Regions from separate parts of the Gossypium hirsutum genome. Here region 2 is linked to region 1. A link is a contact called in public Hi-C data. All regions are on one chromosome and are shown on one strand. Each heading gives the region's core, a stretch centred on a gene start, on an enhancer-like site or on the middle of the called end of the contact. The rest is flanking DNA. Distances are from core to core; before and after follow the strand shown.

The links. A called contact is a pair of places that touch in the nucleus more often than the background predicts.
Region 2: a Hi-C map of leaf shows a contact between it and region 1, with 2.4 times the contacts expected there. The contact joins the promoter of LOC107961724 here to the promoter of LOC107961719 in region 1. A contact is called at or near these places in 9 of 34 Hi-C or Micro-C datasets (anther, callus and leaf).

The regions. Positions count from the first base shown.
Region 1 is chrA06:44,794,866-44,801,499 of Gossypium_hirsutum_v2.1, forward strand. It overlaps LOC107961719, which reads left to right and starts at 3,634. Exons shown (of 14, transcript XM_016897804.2): 1 at 3,634-3,922; 2 at 4,246-4,348; 3 at 4,466-4,712; 4 at 5,004-5,045. The coding sequence starts at 3,865.
Region 2 is chrA06:45,103,384-45,110,017 of Gossypium_hirsutum_v2.1, forward strand. LOC107961724 (probable cyclic nucleotide-gated ion channel 14) reads right to left here and starts at 3,296. Exons shown (of 7, transcript XM_016897812.2): 1 at 2,811-3,296; 2 at 2,234-2,738; 3 at 817-1,029; 4 at 432-733; 5 at 231-342; 6 at 1-134. The coding sequence starts at 2,839. LOC107961727 (serine/arginine-rich splicing factor RSZ22) reads right to left here. Exons shown (of 7, transcript XM_016897814.2): 4 at 6,491-6,634; 5 at 6,292-6,405; 6 at 5,466-6,078; 7 at 4,662-5,346. The coding sequence ends at 6,042.

The DNA.
Region 1 (6,634 bases), core at 2,384-4,883:
GGTTGAAAGAGATATTGAACAGACTTCAAAGTTGAGTAATCTTGCTCCAAGAGGTAGACCACCCTGTTATCCCGACAATTTCAATGGTAGCCAAGGTACTACAAGGGATATAACAATTAAATCTGAGGCACGAGTACCGGCAAGGACATATGCTATTCGTGCTAGAGAAGATGCCTCTGCACCAGACGTCATTACTGGTACATTTTCTCTACTTGATACTGATATTACTACTTTGATGGATCCTGGTTCCACACATTCATACATATGCACAAATTTAGTGTCTGTTAAAAATTTACCTGTTAAATTCACTGAATTTATGGTTAAAGTTTCAAACCCCCTGGGTTAGTATGTTATGGTGGATAAAGTCTATAAAAACTGTCCATTGACGGTAAAGAGTTATTGTTTTTCGGCTGATTTGATGTTATTGTCATTTGATGAATTTGATGTGATTTTGGGAATGGACTAGCTAACCTAACATGATGCAGTGGTGAATTGTAAACAGAAATAAATTATATTGAAATGTTAGAGTGGTGAGTTACTCTATGTTGGATATGATAAATTAGATGGATTACCTAATGTGATTTCAGCAATATCAGCACAGAACTATATTAGAAAAGGTTATGAAGCTTATCTTACATATGTGTTGGAAACTAAAGTATCTGAGTCGAAAGTTTTAAAATAGTTGACATGAATTATTTGTAAATATTCTGAAAACTCCAATAATGCTCCGTAACCCTGTTCTGGCAATAGACACGGGTTTGGCATGTTACATTGGGAATCTTCAATCTTCACAAAAATATGTTTCAAAGTTGTCTTAAATGATGTTTTTCGAGTTATTTTCTTGAGTATTCTCTAGCACCTCCCTCCCATCTTCTTATTTTTGACATATATATGTCTTAGAATGCTCGAAAAACCTAAAAAAACACAACTTTCTACTATTTACTACACAATCTCGTTTAATTGACACGGCCGTGTGGTTTGGCCATGTGAAAAGGTGTAGCCCATGCAACTCCTTTAGCTTGTTCTAACGTTTTGATTTTCACTCCTTTTGCTCCCAATTGCTCTATTAAGCATTAAAACATGAATTTAAAGGATTAGGAGTATAAAATTCACAATTAACATCGGATAATCACCAAAAAAAGCGTTAAGAATGGGGTTAAAACATGTTACTTTTAGCATTTATCACCTCTTTCCTAGTAGAACTAGGAGACTAGTTTTTCTATCAGATAAGTATTATATGTATTTTACTAATTCAACTAGGATTCTTTTATTTCTCCCTATAAATAGACAACACTGGTAAGGCTATATACACAAGTCATATACAACTTTGAGATATTGTTATCTTGCTTGAAAATGGTGAGAAATTATTTTTAAGTATAAATTTTATTTTTCGGGAATAACAATTCTATTGATTTTTATAGATAAAGAGATTTACTTTCTTACTGAAAGTAAGAAAATTATTTGTGATTCTATGTTTGATTTGTGATTGTTTGAGCCTACACTTGAAGCGATTCATGGTAGAAGAATAGCGGATAAGACCATTCGATTGGAAGCCGAAAACGTAAAGGATCTGTCTTGCACAAAGCACATGTACTTTTCACGAAAAGTTTATTGTTATAAATACCACAAACCAGCTTGATTTTTAAAATTTTAGTTTTTCGCTGTGACACAAAACCATTTATTAAACCAGATTTTTCCAACAATCGGTATAAAAGCAAGTTGTGCTATGTTTATAGTATAAACTGATACCAAAATTTTCTCTCTTCTTCATGTTTGGTTAATTTTTTATAAGATGTGACATTTTTATAATTATTAGCATGTTTTGCATTATATTTATGAATGAATTTTTTATATTATTTTATTATTTATATGATAAAATAATTTTGTCCAAATTGTGATTCCTATAAATTAAAGTGGTTGTAATTATTATTTTAATAATTTTTGGGATATGTAATTAGATCGTGGACTATCATCTCCATGTAGGTTTTATTTAATTTTTAGAATAATTCATGTGAGTCTGAGATGAACATAAGTCTTCTGTAACCAATTTTTTAGGCGAAACTCGGAGAACCAGGATGCATCCAGTACTAATTGAGACGACACAAACTTGACCCAACGAACTGGCAAAAGACCAACGGTGGTTGTTGACAGCGGTGGCCTAACAGTGGTTGGTGATGGTTGAAGATGGTTGGTGGCGACCCGACGACAGTCCGATGGTGCCCGACAGTGACCAGAGGCAACTCAATGATGGTCCATGGTGCTCAGTGGCAGTCTAAAGATGACAACAACGTCAACCGTGGCGGTAACGAAAGTTCGTGATGGTGATAGTAGATCCCTTCGGTGGTTTATGTTTGTAATATGTTATGTAATTTAGAACACATAAAAAATTAAATCTATAAATAGAAAAAGATTAGTTGACTAGGTATAGAATTTTAATAAATGAGAAAATATATAAAATTATTAAATTTGAATTATAAGTAATATAAATATTTGTCAAAAATTTAATATGATATGAGCGGCCTAAAATCGGCTTAGATTAACCATTTACAAGTATGAACAAGTTTAGGTAAAATTCTAAGCTCATATTTCAGGTTGAACTAGACTTAAATTAGTATAAAGTGTGTTAATATTATACTTAAACTCGATCTGAAACTAATCTAGCTTTGCTCATGAATACCTCTAAGAGGGATTCTTTTCCAAAATTACAGTTGATTTGAGTTTAAATTCATGCTAAGGTCATTGCATATCAAATTACTTTGTGTTAGACTCTTTTTGAATTCGAGTCATTACAAATTATGTGAGCTCATTCAGATTGTTGATTCTTTTTATGGTTAAATTAGATTTGATTTAACTGAAGTTCAATTGGATGGGATTGAAATTTGAAGTTGAAGGCTAGAGTAGAAGTGTCTAATATCTATCAATTATATAAAAGGAAGGTCCAAAGATGACATGTCGGATGCTTTTCTTTTCCCTTCTTTTCTCTTTTACATTTTAGAAACATTGTTAAATTTTAGTCTTAATCCTTCTATTATGTTTAGTTTTGAGATTTAATCTCTATGCTTTAATTTCTAACATAATTGGTTGTTTATATTCTTATAATGTTAGTAATTAGACCAAATAGTTTGCATTGTGAACTCTTCGATTAAAATTTTACATAATTATACACAATTTAAATGCCTTGAGAGCTTTTCGAGATTAACATGTGGCTTTGTGTTTTTTTTAAGTTTGTGCTTCTTTTTTTATTTTATATTATAAGACAAATGGTCAAATTTCAAATTTGGCCTTTAATTTTAACATAATTTAATTAATCTATTTTTATAATATTATTTGTAAATCTAAATAGTTAATATTGTTAATTATTGATATAAAAAAATTATTTTATCATGAATGTGTATTTTTTTAAAACCTTAATCAATATTTTCAACATTAGTTCTATTATTACATAAATACCGAATAAATTATTTTAATTTCAAAAACTTATACCAAAAGATTTAATGAATTTTTTTAATAATGATAATAATTAGACGCAAATTTTTAAATTTGAAAAATAAAAAATTTAACTTTTAAATATAGTAAATATTTAGGTATGTAGAGAGTAGTTTAACATTCAATTTTTTTTCTCCATTTAACAAACAATACGTATGAGGCGGTTGGCGGTTGGTTAATGGTTGCTGTGTCATGTAGACATATAACGTGGCAACATTTCTGCAATCGGAAGAAAAAGAATATAGAAAAAGTTTCGTAGCCCGGTCCCAATCAAAAGCTTCGTTCAAAGACGCATTTTCACAAACAAGTTGTGAGCACGACTGCTTTCGCTTAGGTAGGTGCTCGACTTCTTTCGCTTGCCTTTGTACTGTTCGCTCAATGAGGAATGTCTTCGCTCCTCTCAACCGTCATCGCCTTCTCACATTGCTCTCCACTGGTATCATTCTTCTTTTCTATTAGTCTTTCCTTTTCCGTCCCCGCTTATTATTCTATCAACATTAATATCAATTGTTCTTTGATTTCCTATTGCTGCACTGTGTTTAATTTTCTTCGATGCTAGTATTATCCTGATAATTTAAGTTTTAGGATTGTGAAGCACTTTTATAGCACCGAGTTGGGCATTTCTGGAACTTCCCGGAAGTAATATTTTGTTGGTCATATTTGTTTTACCTTCGGTTGTTCATTTAGTAATGTTCTTACGACCTTGAGTATATGTGGATGTTACTGTTTATATTAGTTGATTACTTATACTGCTTGCAGCTGTAAACCATAATAGACATGTTGGAACAATGCTGCGTTATTCTGTTTCTCCGGAAGTTCAGATGGATACCAGGCATCGATTATACTTGTTGCAGCAACAACTGTAAGTGCATTCATATTTACCACTAAATTTTGCTGCTCGGAATTGGGTTATGTAATAAATTGGTCTGGTGAATGTGGAGTGTCTCTAACATTTGTTTTTTTATCCTTTTTTATGCAGGTTTTCTACAGGTTTTGCCAGTGTCCATGGTGAGAGGCCTTCTGCAGAGTATGCAAAGCTGAGGAAAGAATCATTGGAAAGTGAATTTGGGCATACTGTTGGAACGCACAGCTCAACAAGCGTTTCTGCTGTATACCGATTTGGCCCATTTCTGGCTTTGTATAGAGCAGCAATCATTTCATTTCATGTATTGAAGTTGACCATTTGGCATTTCTTTTTTCGAGACATAAAAGAGCGTGCTGTGAAGGTATTATATGAATTTTATTCTTAAACATGTTCTGTTTAATAACTTGAATTGGTTCTATTATTCTTGCATGCATCTATATTCATCCAATTTGAGAGTAGAGTAAAACATCGAAATCTTAGCATAATCTGGCTGACTTTGTACTAGAAGTTTGCATGCTTTAGTGTTGCAATTTCATGTTATTTGGCCAATGGTTTTGCTGAAACTATCATAAGTTCCTATTTCCTCTTTTATTTTATTTTATTTTATTTTTTTTGTTACTACAAGCTTATTGTATTTTTTACATTCTTTCAGTTTCGTGAGATGTTAATCCGCTTGGGTCCTTTCTATGTTAAGGTAAGTTCCTTTATCTTTGTTTTATCGTACTCTTTATTTATTCCAAACTGTTCCAATAAGTTTCTTGTTGGGCTTCGTTTATTCTAGTTTCCCTTTACCAAAGTTTTACAAAAAGTTAAATTCTACTATTAGGCCCTGTACTTTGTGAAAGTTGAGGATTTAGTCCCTATACTTTAATTTGGTCATTTTCAATCCTTTTCAAATTTTAAAATTTAACTCATCACCAAACGGTAACTGTTAAATTCATTAAGTTCTACTATTTTCAAAATTTGATGCATCAAACATGGTATCATATGTGAATGTCATATCAGCTTGTTATTTCCACATATTACGCATTAAAAATTCAGTTAATGGTTAACGATTGTCATTTGCATCAAGACTAAAATTTCAAAATTCGAAAACTATAGAATTTGATCCAATTGGAGAATATGGACTAAATCTACTATTTATGCATAGTACTAGACTATTAATTAAATTTAACCAAATAGATTTAACTGCTATTGATTGGGTTAGGACTAAATTTTTAAAATTCAAAAAGTACATGGACTAAAATTGACCAATTCGAAAAGTGCAAAGACTATAATTAATCAAATTGAAGTACAGGGACTAAATCCACAACTTTCGCAAAGTACAAGAACTAATAGCAGGCTTTTATTTTCTTCATAAACTCTAAGTTAAGAATTCTATTAGGACTCTTTCATTTGTTATTAACAATCTATAAAAGGGTGTCAATATGAAATAAAGAGTTAAGCAATTATTTTATAAAAAAGAAACATTATTTTGAGAGGGGGTTCAGTCAAAGACGAATCTGCCTTTTGAGTAACCATAGGTCAAAGCAAGAATTTTTTCTCGTTTAGACTTGTGACTAGATCTTACGCCAAGGCACATAACAACTTGGTATCTGAGCCAGCTGTCATGGGTGACGAAAAGACTTTGACAGCCAAGCTAGAGGCTTTCATGGAACAAATGGCTACAAGGCAACAAGCATTAGAGGAGCAGGTGGCGATATTATCTCTTTCAGTCCAAAAGATAACGAAAGGGGATTCAAAGAAAAATAATGAAGAACAGGGCAACAGCGAAGGCACAAAAAGGAACTCAGACTCGCGACACGGTGGGTGCATGGTGCCACGATACTCTAAGATGGAATTTCGCACTTATGATGGTGTTGAAGACCCTTTAGGGTGGCTGAAAAGATGCGAATTTTTTTTTGGCAATCAATGAACTAACAAAGAAGACAAAGTAGGCTTACCTTCATTCCATCCCTTACGAGAGACACAATTGTGGTTTGATCAAATGGAAGAAGAAGAGGCAAATCTTGATTGGAGGCGCTTCAAAGAGTGTTGTCATGTAAGGTTTGGGCCACCTATGAGTAATAACCCCTTGGGAGAACTTGCTAGCTTGAGACAAACTTGGATTGTAGAGGAATATCAATGTCAATTTCAATCGCTATTGGCTAGGACTGCAAATCTTAGACTTCGACAACAAGTAAACCCCTTTACTACCAGGTTGGTAGAGGAACTTAGAATTGATATTGAGATGCAACAACAGGAAAACCTTGGAGTTGCAATGAATATGGCTCGAACATTGGA
Region 2 (6,634 bases), core at 2,046-4,545, 310 kb after region 1:
CACTTGTACTGAACAAAACGCTGAACGCGCTCTCGAAGATCTTGCGGGAGTTGGCGATGTCTCATCCACTCCTCGGTGTCCCGCCGTTTAAGCCTCCACTCCTCCAGTCTCACGGTGATGGATTGTAAGTAGGTCTGCATAACATGATAAACAACGTTATTGAATATATGACCAAAGCCTATGCATGTTATAAGAAATAAGAATTATATGTTAGGGCTTAAGACAAATACCTGCATGTTTCCAATTAAATGGGCAAACAAAACCAAACCCAAGATAGCAATCAGTATGGCAAACAGGGTTTCCCCCATAAATGTGCTTGTATCTAAATTCTGTCCATAAGAGCTGAAAATTCAGAAACCAGAGTTGTTTCATCAAAAAGTTCCACAATAAATCTAAATTATGTTTTATGAATGTTCATGATGCATGCATACCTCAAATTCTGCAAACCCCACCACAGACAATAGAAATACTTCCGGTGGAAGCCCGAGGAGAATACTTTCTTCGTCAACGCATTCTCGAAAATCCCATAGTCAAAACTAATATCATTATTGGGATCACATTTACCAAACACCACAGTACTGTTTTCCCATTTATGGCGACTGGCATCATTCAATGTGCCGCAATCGAGGTAACGAGGATCACATCGCACAGGGCTAGTCTCATTTCTGCATTCAGTTTTCAAACAGGATGCATGTCGCTCGAATGACAGTAAATACCACGACGCCCCCAGTACCTGCAAGAAGCGAAGCCGAACAATCAATCAAAATGGGAACAATGATAGCCACAGACGAGATTGGGGTATGAAATTTTACATACATGGCTAGCTAACATGTAAAGTAAGAGATTGTATGCAGCACCAGCCCAGGCAGTCTTTGTGACAACACCAGTGGCTTTGATAATCTGAGAGCTTAAAGGGAAAATTAAATACAATCTGGGAACATATTGGAGCAGCACAATCAGCACAAGTGCATTATTAGTATAATCAGCATGGGAGCTTCTAATTGCTGGTATAATGAACCATATCACAATCTGCGAACAAAAGTAAAAAGAAAAAAAAAATATTAAATCAGTTTTAGCTTGAGCAAAATATCTTTCCTTAAACCAAAGAAAAAACTTCTATCACTTTTTCATCATTTATCAAAAACCCATTTAGTAAACTATCAAAATAATCACTTTTATTTTTTTTAAATTATATTTTAGTCTCTAATATTTAAAATGTTAAGTTTTAGTCACTTATGTTAACGTGTTGTAACATTTTAGTCACTGAGTCTTTAATTGTTGTTAACGGGATAACGATAAATTGATGTGACACGTTAAATTACCATTACAAAAAAAAACTAAGTTAAATTATACAATTAGTCCTTATATTTTTTTTAGTTTGAAATAATGATTTAACGTGTTACATCTGCTTACCATTACACCGTTAACGACAATTAACGCCCAGTGACTAAAATGTTATAACACGGTAACATAGATGACTAAAATGTAATATTTCAAATATAAGTAATTAAAATATAACCCGATAAAAAAGTGACTATTTCGGCGATTTATGCTTACTAAATATTGAACCTTGTGAAAGAAAATTATTAGAAAGGAGATCTATTTGAGAGAAAATTTTAAAGTATTGTGTATTGAGAATCGACAGATCTTTTAGTGGATTGGTATTGATCCCCTAACTCTATGAGAGACCGTGTGCCTTAAAAAGCTACCCGAAAAATATTGTGGGTTCAATAAAGCGGAAATGACTCGTTGGATGCTTGTGACATGGTCACCACCATAGAAATCTCAAAATTTGCACTTGGAAGGGTTAAAGGTTGGAAGGGTTAAGGTTCCCTATAAGGCATTGTTGGATAACAACACAACCACTGGACCTACTTGCACACATACATGGTCTACCTTCTTAGCCACCTGACGAAAATCTCTCGCTCTGTTTGACCTCGCCGTCTTTAGGCACTTAGGTTCTCAGAGTTGAGAGATAAAATCCCCCGACGTAAATAATACTGGCCAATTGAAGGATGTTTCGACTTTCAACACATGACAGTTAAAAGACCTCCCCGAAAGAAATCAGCATTCTCTCAACAACCGCATAAAAACATATCTAGATTCCAGTGGTTGCTTGCAGCATTTACATCAGTCTCAGCTACCAAAAACGCCATCAACATCACTTGCAAATTAAACAATTCAAAAAAGGCCCTTCATTTGATTAAATAGGGACATTTACAGAATGAAGTACCTGAGGAAGAGGTAGAGCAGCCACAAGATCTATGAAGAAATCCGATCTCAAATACCTTTTAGCAATCAAATCTGGGTGAGTAACAAGTTCACCCCTACCAAATACCCTTGAGGTAGGCGACACATAAGCCGTTCGGAACTTGATGAATATATGCAACACGTAAAATGCATCGGCAAGTGTACGGAAACAAGTTACAACGATTCCCAGATTCAAATCAGTTTCCAAACAAGAGGTGGTGTCTTTTTTTATCAATGAAGGCAGGTAGAAAAACAATGGGTCGACGAAGAGAGCCACTAAGCACCAAAAGAGAAAAATCCTGTTCCACTGCAAGTAAATTTCAGTACCAGGATCTAGAATCCTTTCCCTCCATGGCTCGTGATCCTCTGGAAAAAGAACCTTTGACTTTCCATATTTGGAAACTCCTTCGGTTTTCAATAAAGGGACGGTTGCTTTGAATACGGGCAGTGGCGGCTTCTCCGTACGTGCTGTGCCATTGTTGTTGAACCTGAGAATTCGAAAAAGGATCCATCAATGGAAATTTGAAGAAAAATGAGGAGAGGTGGGTTGCTAAGATTACCTCACTAGCTTCTCTGTTTTGAACTCCATCCTTTTTTGTGAAATTGGTCATAAAAGTAAAGTGTGCAGAGAAATGGGTGCAGCTTTACTGCAACAAAAATTATATTGAAAATCCATCATAAAGGAAGTGGAAGTGCTTAGAAAAAAAGAAGTAAACAAGATAGATCTTTCATTGCCTCCTCGTATCGACCAACATAGTGAAAATACCAACAAAAAGGTCGTTTTCTTTTTGCAAATGAAAAGAAGAGAGGAAGAAGGATATTGACGTAATCGGATGCAAGATTTTTGGAGGACTGAAAGAGAAGAAAGAGAGGAAAAAAGGAAAGCAAATCCCAAAACTAGGAATTTCAATAAAGAAATACTAGTGAAAGCAAAATGAAGGAAGAACAGCTCAGAGTGTTTTTTTTTTTTAACTAGTTTGTGTTGTTGGGAGAAATTAAAAAGAGGATTCAATGTGAAAAAACACACGAAATACCATTGACTTTGGAGATTGGAGGCGATCAAACAATATTTATATTTTCATTGATTCCCTTCGATTGTTTATATAATAATTTAATTTATTATTATACCCAACATTTAGTAAAACCATTTTTTATATTATTGATAATTGGAAGATAATTGAAAATTTAATAACAATTTTGATGACAGGGTTGTTGCCGGCTCTCTGTTTTGTGTTTGTAATAAAAACAGGCGGGATCCCGATTCTTTATTGGACGTTTAGATCCCACAGTTGAGTGGTCCTTGCCACATCGGCAGTGATGGAGCCGTAGAAGTCTACCACTATTTTAGATTCCCTCCTAATTTCATGTTCATACTTTTACCTCACCTAATTCAAATCTAAATGCTATTTTAATTTTAATTTTAATTTTAATTTTAAAACATTAAAATTTATCTAAAAGTTCATTTAAAAGATATTAATTATTTTTTATTTACTTGAAATTTTATTTTTTTAATATCTAAAAAAAAATAAAACAGAACTCGTTTCTCCAAAAGGAATAAAAAAATTAAAAAGGACAACTTAAAAAACTCAAATAATTCAGGCGTTTTCAGTGGTAAGTCTCACCAATTAAAAGTTGAGATTAAATTTTTTGTTTTAATTTACATATTTTTTTTTAAAAAAAATTCATAATGCTATTAACCAGTTTAAATGACATCAGATTAAAAGGACTACAATTGATAATTAGTGATAACAAAGTTCTAAAGAATATTTTTTTCTTTCAAACAGCTGGCTATGCAGCAATTAGTTAATTTTTTATTGGGAAGGGCTTACTTCTAATATCAACAACTATTCAATTTCTTCTTTTAAAACGAAAAACCCTTCAAATTTAATTTCTTTCAATACCTTTTCAGGCTTCACAAACCACTGTAACTAAAATTTAATAATGTTTACAGATATCGCCATGAAAAATAAGTCAAAAATCTTGGACAGCTGGTACACCCTAATCTCATCTGACAAACAAAAAATTGACATCAAAAGGATACTTTGAAACCAAATCATTACCCTTTTTTCTAAATCACTTTTCAAATTATCAATTAAGCCACTTGTCAGATGTAAAATAAAAAACCGTAATCACCGGTGTACCAATATACATATAAATATCATAGATGGACCAAATTCAGTATCCATAATGGAGGCTGACACACATACAAACACACTACGTTCATATTTCTTCCAACAAACCAAAAATTCAAGCAAATCACACAATAGAGAATATGTTCTATGGAGATTTTAAATTATAAATTGGTTCACCATGAACATAGCAGCAGTCATACTTCTAACCATGCATAGAAAAAACTTAATCACCGGGAACAAATGGAAGTGCATCTATCTGACTTGCATTGCAACATTGCATACAATAATTTCAGAAATTAAATTAAACTCATGAACAATGAATTTGTTGGACTTTTTATCATTCCAACTGTTTATAAAACAAAACAACACCCAATCTAACATGACCTCACTCTTAAATATCTGACATGAAAACTTTGTCCCTAAGTCTTGTTTCAGAGTTAACCAGAGGGCCAAAAACATGATTGGGACATTTGAGCAACATTAGCATCTCGTATACAGCAAAAAAAATTCATGACGCCAAATGATGATTAGTCTTCCTATTCAAAGATGGTAAACAGCTAGACAAGAAACCAACCTATTTTGGTAGGTTAAATATCATCCAGTCACACCAAAGATAACAGGCCAGTCACTTCACCTATGCTTGTTTTGCAGCCTACCAAGGGACCCAAAGATATATAGCAAGGTCGGCGAATCATGATTAACTTGTGAGGATATTGTGACTTTGTTCGAGATCATCAAGTTCTGCAACTAAGAGTCAACCATCCCAGAACGCTCCCGAATTTATGTACCGCCAAAGACACGCAAAAAACTCAAAATATTCGAAAGAAAAATATCAAGCACACACTTTTTGTCAAGCATAATCATCTGGAACTAGATGCAGACACTAGGAAGAAAAGTGAGTACAGCTTCCCAACTTTCCAACCCAACAGAAGTAGAAGACTCCAAATTTATTCTTGCTTGTCAGCTGAATGACCACAAACATGTTGAAGAAAAACAGTAAGCAAAATATCCTTGCATCTTTCAAAATATTTTACCGTCATGTTTTCTAAAAAGTTTGCACAAAAAATAAGGTCTGTAAATTACCAATCCCACTCTTGTAAGGACCCTAAAACATCAACTTCTGTAGAACAGATATAGTACCTGCCAGAAGCAGCGTTTGAGGCAGCTCCCTCAATCCTTTTAAGATAAAGTAAGTAAAGCCACTAGAGTTTGACGAAGGTTCATCACAGCAGGAGAGATTCATTCAAACAGTAGCAACTACAGATGATGACAAATGGGACCCACAATGATCAAATATTGAAGATCCCATAGACGGGCAGCAAAGAAGCAAATCCCAGACGTGTAGAAGCAGAAAAGTAACGAGGCAGACCCAGAAGACACCTCAACACAAAAGAAAAGCATGAACTTTTTAGCAGAATTTCTTTAATGATTTCTCAATAAAATTATAGAGGTCATTTTAAGTTTCCCCCCCTACGCATAAAAAAGTACTTAGCATAGATAAAGCAAATAAAACCATCATAGAAATAAGGAAAAACAGAAAGTAACTTAACCAAATCCAAGATGCTGCGGGCGTTGCCCAATTAAAACAGTAGCACTGAAGTCAACAAACTAAACAAACTTAATCAGTCCCTTCACATAAGAGTTACATCCTTGCAGCACTTAACTCCTGCTCCGTCGGCGTTCCCTTGCACCATTTCTACACCAAATTCAGTAGCAATCTTTCATGCACATATCATAATCCAAACAGTACAACAAAAAATTAAACTAGGATGAACAAAGCTGTGAGCGTGATCAAATCAGATGCGTAACCAAAATTTAACTAGTTTGATACACTTGCTCATTATTGATCAAAAAGACAACTTTAAAAAAAGCCTTTCCAGCTACTAGCATAAAGTTCAAGGAAGTTCACCCATTAGCATATGGCAATTCCTCACGACCACGGTATGGTGGAGACCTGCTGTAGCTACGCCCACGAGGAGAGGGACTGCGACGCCTAGGGGATCGTCCACGAGGACTGTAACTTCTGTTTGGAATTAAAAAGTGTCATTCGATTGTAAAACTTCAATCAATCATGAGTAGAAGGCAATGTTTTGCTTAGGAGGCCTTACCTGCGCCCATAGCTTGGGCTCCTACGATATCTAGGGCTGCGGCTGCGACGTCTTCCAGAACCACCACGTGTACGACATTCTCGAGCAAAATGACCGGCCTCACCACACTCGTAGCACTTCAAATCAGAACCACCCGACCGTCCC